2 separate regions of the Zea mays genome follow, and region 2 is linked to region 1. Evidence: chromatin contacts called from public Hi-C data. All regions are on one chromosome and are shown on one strand. Each heading gives the region's core, a stretch centred on a gene start, on an enhancer-like site or on the middle of the called end of the contact. The rest is flanking DNA. Distances are from core to core; before and after follow the strand shown. Region 1 holds the start of LOC100279589. Region 2 has its middle 36 kb from the start of LOC103641967.

What was found. Hi-C and Micro-C count contacts between places; a contact is called where the count stands out from the background.
Region 2: a contact with region 1 is called in a Hi-C map of ear, with 2.8 times the contacts expected there. The contact joins the enhancer-like site here to the promoter of LOC100279589 in region 1. A contact is called at or near these places in 3 of 25 Hi-C or Micro-C datasets (ear, leaf and tassel).

The regions. Positions count from the first base shown.
Region 1 is chr10:140,008,029-140,011,439 of Zm-B73-REFERENCE-NAM-5.0, forward strand. LOC100279589 reads right to left here and starts at 1,344. Exons shown (of 6, transcript NM_001360987.1): 1 at 872-1,344; 2 at 473-549; 3 at 274-310. The coding sequence starts at 1,001.
Region 2 is chr10:140,079,633-140,082,729 of Zm-B73-REFERENCE-NAM-5.0, forward strand. No RefSeq gene overlaps it. Among protein-coding and RNA genes, the nearest start is that of LOC103641967, 36 kb to the right of the region's middle. Within about 2 kb of position 1,764, at least 17 of the 20 cell types and tissues checked have an H3K27ac peak or open chromatin away from gene starts, as enhancers often do. A contact at or near this core is called in ear, leaf and tassel, where this site is marked.

The sequences.
Region 1 (3,411 bases), core at 94-2,593:
CAGTGAGCATGTGGAGGAGTGAGCTAAGATGAGAGTCACAGAAACCACAAGGCAATGTGATATCTTATTTTTTCAAAAAAAGAAAGAAAAAATTATATATAAAGATGTTTTGGAATGGTCAGTTCACTGTTGCAGGACATTTGTTTGTCCCTGAACACTGCACGGCGTTGACATGTAAAGCAATTAAAAAAATACGACCAATGAGTAAAGAAAGAAAGAATTCGGTAGTGCAAGAAGCCAGCACACGAGGGCTCGTTTCATCTCAACTCTCACCTCTCCTTCCTGCGCCAAGCCTCGCAGCTCTGTACATCTGTTCATCAAGAAAAAAAAAAGCAAACGGAGGAATCAGAAGCTGTTGAGTTCATTCGCGCGCGGTTGTCAGCTCCAACGCGAAAACAAACAGTCAGTGCCTCTGCAGGTGCACGCCAATCAGCAATAATAGCAATGGATGGAGAGAAGAGAAACAATTAACCTGGAGATGGCTCTTGACATGAGATATGGTGAGCCCCCTGGTGGCCATGAACTGGAGGATGAGCTTCGGCGTGGCCTCTGCGATTTTGCACCGCCAAGACGAACGGCAGTTAGCTAGCCAGGCTGTTGAAAACGCGATTGGAAGCAGGAGAGAGACACAAGAAGCACACAGCACAAAACGATAGTTTTTTTTTTCCCAAAAAGAAAGAACACGATCAATATTAGAACCGGCGGGGAACAAATCACTAGATAATTCTACCAAATCTCTCAAGGTCAAGGGCAATGTTACTACATGAGCATAAAAAAATGGGGGGAGCATGATTACATAAAACATGGGAGGCAGCAGTATATATCTTTATGATGAAGGGACGAGGCGGATCGGAGGAAGGAGAGAACGTACTGTGTTGGCCGCCGAGGCAGTCTATGGCCTGTACGAAGCTGCGGTGGAGGTCGGCGCTCCACTTTATCCTGGGCTCCTTGGACCGGATGTACCGCCTCACCACAGTGCCATTCCTGCCGCCGCCGCCCATCTCTTGGATCGCCTCACGACCTCACCTACCTGGATCTGGATGATATGGAGCTCAGCTCACCGGGCCCTAGCAAGGAGCGAACCAAACTTGCCCTTTTGTTCCCTCCTGTCCTCAGCTCCTCCCTCGCTCTCTGATCGACCACCCTTGTTATTATATGTGTAAGCCCTGCCCAGAGCTGCCGCACCGGCAAGCAGGTTGTCGCTTCCTTCTCTCTCTCGCGCGCGACGGCACCGGCAAGTCCAAGCTGGCGCCGCCCTTTCTCCTCGCAGTCGCAGGTCGCAGCGCCCTGCACCGTATCTCTTTCCGTCTCTCTCGCTCGCTCCCTCCTCAAAAGGCGAGGCGCGAGAGCCGGCCAGAGGAGCGCGGCGTAGGTTTATATGCTGGACGCCCGGGCCTTCCCTTGCCATCATGTGCTGTGCCGGCGCGTGTTGCCTTGTATGGGCATGCCTTCCTGTCTGGTACGCTACGTACGCACTGGTGATGGCTACGTGTCTTCTTGTTGCGCCGCCTACCTGTCGCGGATTAGCGATGCACGAACGGCGCGGCCGATCCGATCGACGGGCCATCATTAGCTCGAACCGTATGCGTCATCCGTTCAGGAACGGCGAACGTCACATTGGCTTGTGAGGTTCGCCGTTTCGGAATTTTCCACGTATTTTGGACAACCTGCGAGTGTAAGTCGATGCTTGTGATTTGTGATATGTGCCTTACGATTGACGCAAAATTTCGGTTGTGTAACCCAGTTGTTCTCCAACACACCATGTTCAGGCGTGTGCTTGGAGAGCAGCGGGGTTATGCTGCCGAAATTTCGCGGCAATCGTAGGTTACACGTCACAAATCACAAGCATCGGCCTACACTCTTGGGTGGGTTTAGGGCATTTACCTAATAGGGAGTTCACCTAAACCACAGACGATCCACTACCGGAGTCGACCGCTTTGCCGAGTGCTTGAAGCACTCGGCAAAGCCCGAAAAACACTCGGCAAAGTCTTTGTCGAGTGTAACACGCGGCAAAGAACGCTCGGCGAACTGTACATCGGTAACGGCCTCTTTGCCGAGTACTTTTTGTCGGGCACCATTTGGTACTCGGCAAAGAAAAGTCGCCGTCACGGCGCCAAGTGACGGTGACGGATCCTTTGCCGAGTGTCTTCCTTGGCACTCGGCAAAGAGGCCAATTTTGCCGAGTGTCTTCTGCCATGGCCCTCGGCAAAGACGGCTCCAGTGGGCCCCACCGCCAGTCCCTGTGCCGAGTGTCTAGTGGACTGGCACTCTGCAAAGAGTCCTCCAGTGGGTCCCTTTGCCAGTCCCTTTGCCGAGTGCGCTGGGCGGCACTCGGCAAAGGTAGCTTCGTTGCCGAGTGCCTTGACCACAGCACTCGGCAAAGAAGGCTTTACCGGTTCCCAGGTTTCCTTCTTTGCCGAGTGTCATGGTCATAGCACTCGGCAAAGCTACCCTTTGCCGAGTGTTACACTCGGCAAAGTGACCAGGAAGTCCCTTTTTTATTTGTTTTTGCTGTTCCATCCAAACAAACAAAAGATATATATCATTCACATTACATTATATATCAATCGCATCACAGAATCAACACATTTATCATCAACACCATATATATCACAAATATCACCACATAAATCAGGTTTCACAGCACATAAGTCTCACTAAGTATCTCACAAGACCAAGTATAACTAACATCACCAACACTCACAAATATAAGTCTGGATCATCACAAAACAGGTCATCAACGAGGTGGGCATTTGGACTGGTTCGGCGAAGGGCTGGACGAAGTGTGAGGGTTGTTCGACGCCGCCGATTGACCCTGCACAGAGAAGAGATTGCATGTGTGAGAACATATGAATATATATCATGCAGTACTAAAATTTTGATACTCACAGGAGTAGTGAACTCAGCAGGGTCAGCTACAGGGAACAACGGAGGTGGTGGAGCATGACCCTGTGCGGCGCCAAGGCTCTGCATGTACGCGAACATCTCCGCCATCCTCTTCTCCAGCTCCTCACGTTGCCTCCTCTCATCATCTAGCTGAGTCTGTAATATTTCACCCTAATGTTACGATAATGCAAAGAGAAGATATATAATAATCAATGAACGATGAATAGATAAGGAATAATCTGGAGTTGCTGGATACGATGCTGTGAGCTGTCCTGCCGAGGTCGTATGGCTGGGCTCGCGCTCGTGCTCCTTGCTCACACCTGAGATAGAGTGGGAGTGGAGGACGAGTCGATTGCCCCGTCGGCAATCCAGTACCGCCCATGCCTCTTGCCTCCTCCGACCCTCATGAGGACATCTCCGTCAATGTCCTCGGTCCTCGGATCGTAATCTGGCCCATGGACCTCCTTGGCCATGGCGGTGTACTCATTGAGGCGGCTGTGGACGACAGAGTTGGTGTACGCCTCG
Region 2 (3,097 bases), core at 514-3,013, 72 kb after region 1:
GGTATTTTTTGCGTTTTTTATTCCATATTTTCGGCGGCCGTTATTGAATTACCGCCGAAATTAGTATATATTTATAATTGTGTTTGTTTGATTAGTTGTGTGATTAGTATTATTGTTTAGTTCGATTTCATTAATGTATTAGTGGTATATATGGTTTAGTGATTAGAGGTATATTGTATTTAGGCATTAATTTCATATTAATATGTGGTACTAATTATATTATTAGCTTTAATAGTATATTATATTAGTACGTATAATAGTTGCATAATTAATTGCCTATTTTCGGTGGCAAAGGGCTTATTTTCGGTGGCTTCTCGTAGCCGAAAATGGTTGTAGCTTCGGTTGTGACGCAGCTAGGTTGACAAGCTCTGAGCAGAAAGATTTTGTGCTACCGCAAATTCCTTCTCACGCCATGCATTGCCCATGCATCAGCACGCTGCACGCACTGGCAGGAGAGGGTGTGGAATACACAGCAACACGGCGGTGCAAACTTTCAATGAGGCAGCACAAAACCTCTCGAGACTCGAGAAATATAGCGGGGCGTGAAGTGGAACTGGAAGAACTGGAAGAGCCGATGCAGCTGAGGCACTGACCGAAGCCTAGGGAGCCTACACGTACGCGCGCCTGGCCTGCGCTGTCTGCATCCATCCTTCTTCCCTTTGGTTTGCCTACTTGTAGAAGCAAAGTTGACATAAAAGCTGCGTAGAAACCAAAGTTTTGGCTGTGGCCTCAGGCAGGCGGCAGGAGGCAGCTCGATCATACGTTGGCACCGGAGAAGACGGGGACGGAAAGGGAGAGCTTTGGATTGCGAAGAATGTGGAATAAAATTAAGTAGAGATAATGTGGATAGCATGTATTGAAAAGTTAAACGTTAATAGGGATGACATAGTTGGAGATGATGTGGATAGTTAGTGTGAGATGATGTATAGCGGTGTAATGTCAATTCCTACTAATTGACTAAAGGTCCTTTTTGCCGATCTCTTGGGAGAATATACTTCCGGTTGCAGTCATCACTCATCACCAATCCGGCAATGTGGAAACGTGAAAAGCGGAGCATCATGAGAGCAATACGAGGAGCGTACACTATATATAGTACGCAGCCAGCTATAGTAAGAAAGGATGATGAAAATGCAGACGTGGCAGTGGCAATGATCGCCGTGTACATATATATGCATGTGCAGCAGCACAGCACCGTTGGTGCTATTTACAGGTCCGTGAGATAGGATAGGATAACGCCAAGGGCATGCACGTACCATTTAATGGAGGAAGCTAGGGTAAGCATGCATGTTTCGTTTGACCACACCACAGTGCCATTCGTGACCTTTTGCGCGCGGCCAGAGACAGACAGAATGAACAATTAATTGCCACACTGTTTTATTTTGCATCTGGTGAAATACACGCTCTGCATGCTGCCGATCTTCACCATCATCCCCTGCACCGATTTCTACTGAAAAACGTGTTTCTGTTGACACTGAAATTCGACCAGGAGGTCCATATAGTATTCGTCGGCTAAATCTAAACCCGCCGTCTTGCCCTGTAGTATGTATGGGTTTGTAGCTCCTGGCTAGCTGGCTGACGGCACGAGTCGCATACTGGGATCCATGAGACGACGAGACAGCGCGATACCGTACGTCCTACTCGGGGAGGTCAACCATTAATTATAGTGCAAACGTACGTAACCGGGCCGTTCTGGCTTGGACTGCTCGGTGCTCGATGCACATCTTTCTGATAAGAAGCCCAGCCTGCATCCTCCTACGGAAAGCCCACTTGAGCCAGCCCATGGACCAGTCCATGTAGCCTACCTGCTCCTATCTCTATCTGCAAACCACTACTACGAGCCCATAAGGGGCCAGTCCATATGGCGCTCAACCTGAATTATATGTTACAATACTTGCATACAATGCAGATTTTCCATTGCTAAACATGTTACGTCTCGTTCTACCCTACATCTGCTCTGCAATATTTCATTCAGTCTGTAGCCATGGCTTGGTTTCGAGTCGGTGTACTATGGAAGGAACATGCATGTCGTTGCTATCATTATTCCAGTTGCCTTCTGATGCAATTAACGATATTCTATGACTCACGGTCGTTGGATATACACTAAAATCACCGTTATGAACTTTTTTTAATCTTTTTCATCCTCCCTAGTCATCTTCATAATGTAGCATTCGAGTCTAGCTAATAGATATATGACGTGTTGGATTGCAGCATCATATAGCCCGGAGTCAAATCATCCGTTATGGGTTGGAGACGAGAAAGACGAGGTCATCTGATATTTTTTCAAGAAACCAGCTCGACCGTCAACTTACGCCTGCGAAGACGGCTACCAAGGATGGCTTGACGACGGATCGGTTCACCTCGTGACACAAACCAGACAGAACATCTAGGTTGGGACCACTAGTACAATTTGGCTCTATACAAGCGGTAGGATTTTTACATCACACGCGGTTCGGTTAGAAAACCGCCTGTGATGTCCCAGGCGGTTTAGTACGCCTGTGATGTAATAGTATCACAAGCGGTTTTTGTTTAGGACCGCCTGTGATGCTCTATCCTTTTCACAAGCGGACCCTAAGACAAAACCGCATGTGATTGTAAAATTATGAAAATACAATTTAAATATGAAAATAATTTTATTTTTTAACAGAAATATGCAAATACAATTTAAATGAATTAATATTTAATTTTTAACAATAATATGCAAATACAATTTAAATGAATTATAATAGCACACATAGATAACTAGAGAGATTTTAAATTAATTGGCAACCACAATTCATAGTCGATCATACATGATAACAAATACAATTTGATTCATACAATTTTTCATGAACTACCATTTTTCCGCATGTATGGCTTTAAGTTCTTATCAATTTTCTTTTCCACACGCTTGATTCTCTCTGGACCGTTAAAGACGAATATCTCTTCATACTTATTGTATTTCTCATCTTGGTCTCCCACATTCTCAACTCCAACAATTTTTTGCTTTCCAGAAATAACTACATGCATCTTCTCATCTGCTGGATCGAGTACATAGAACACTTGTGCAACACATTCGGCGAGAACCCACGGGTCATCTTTATATCCTACTTTCTTTAAG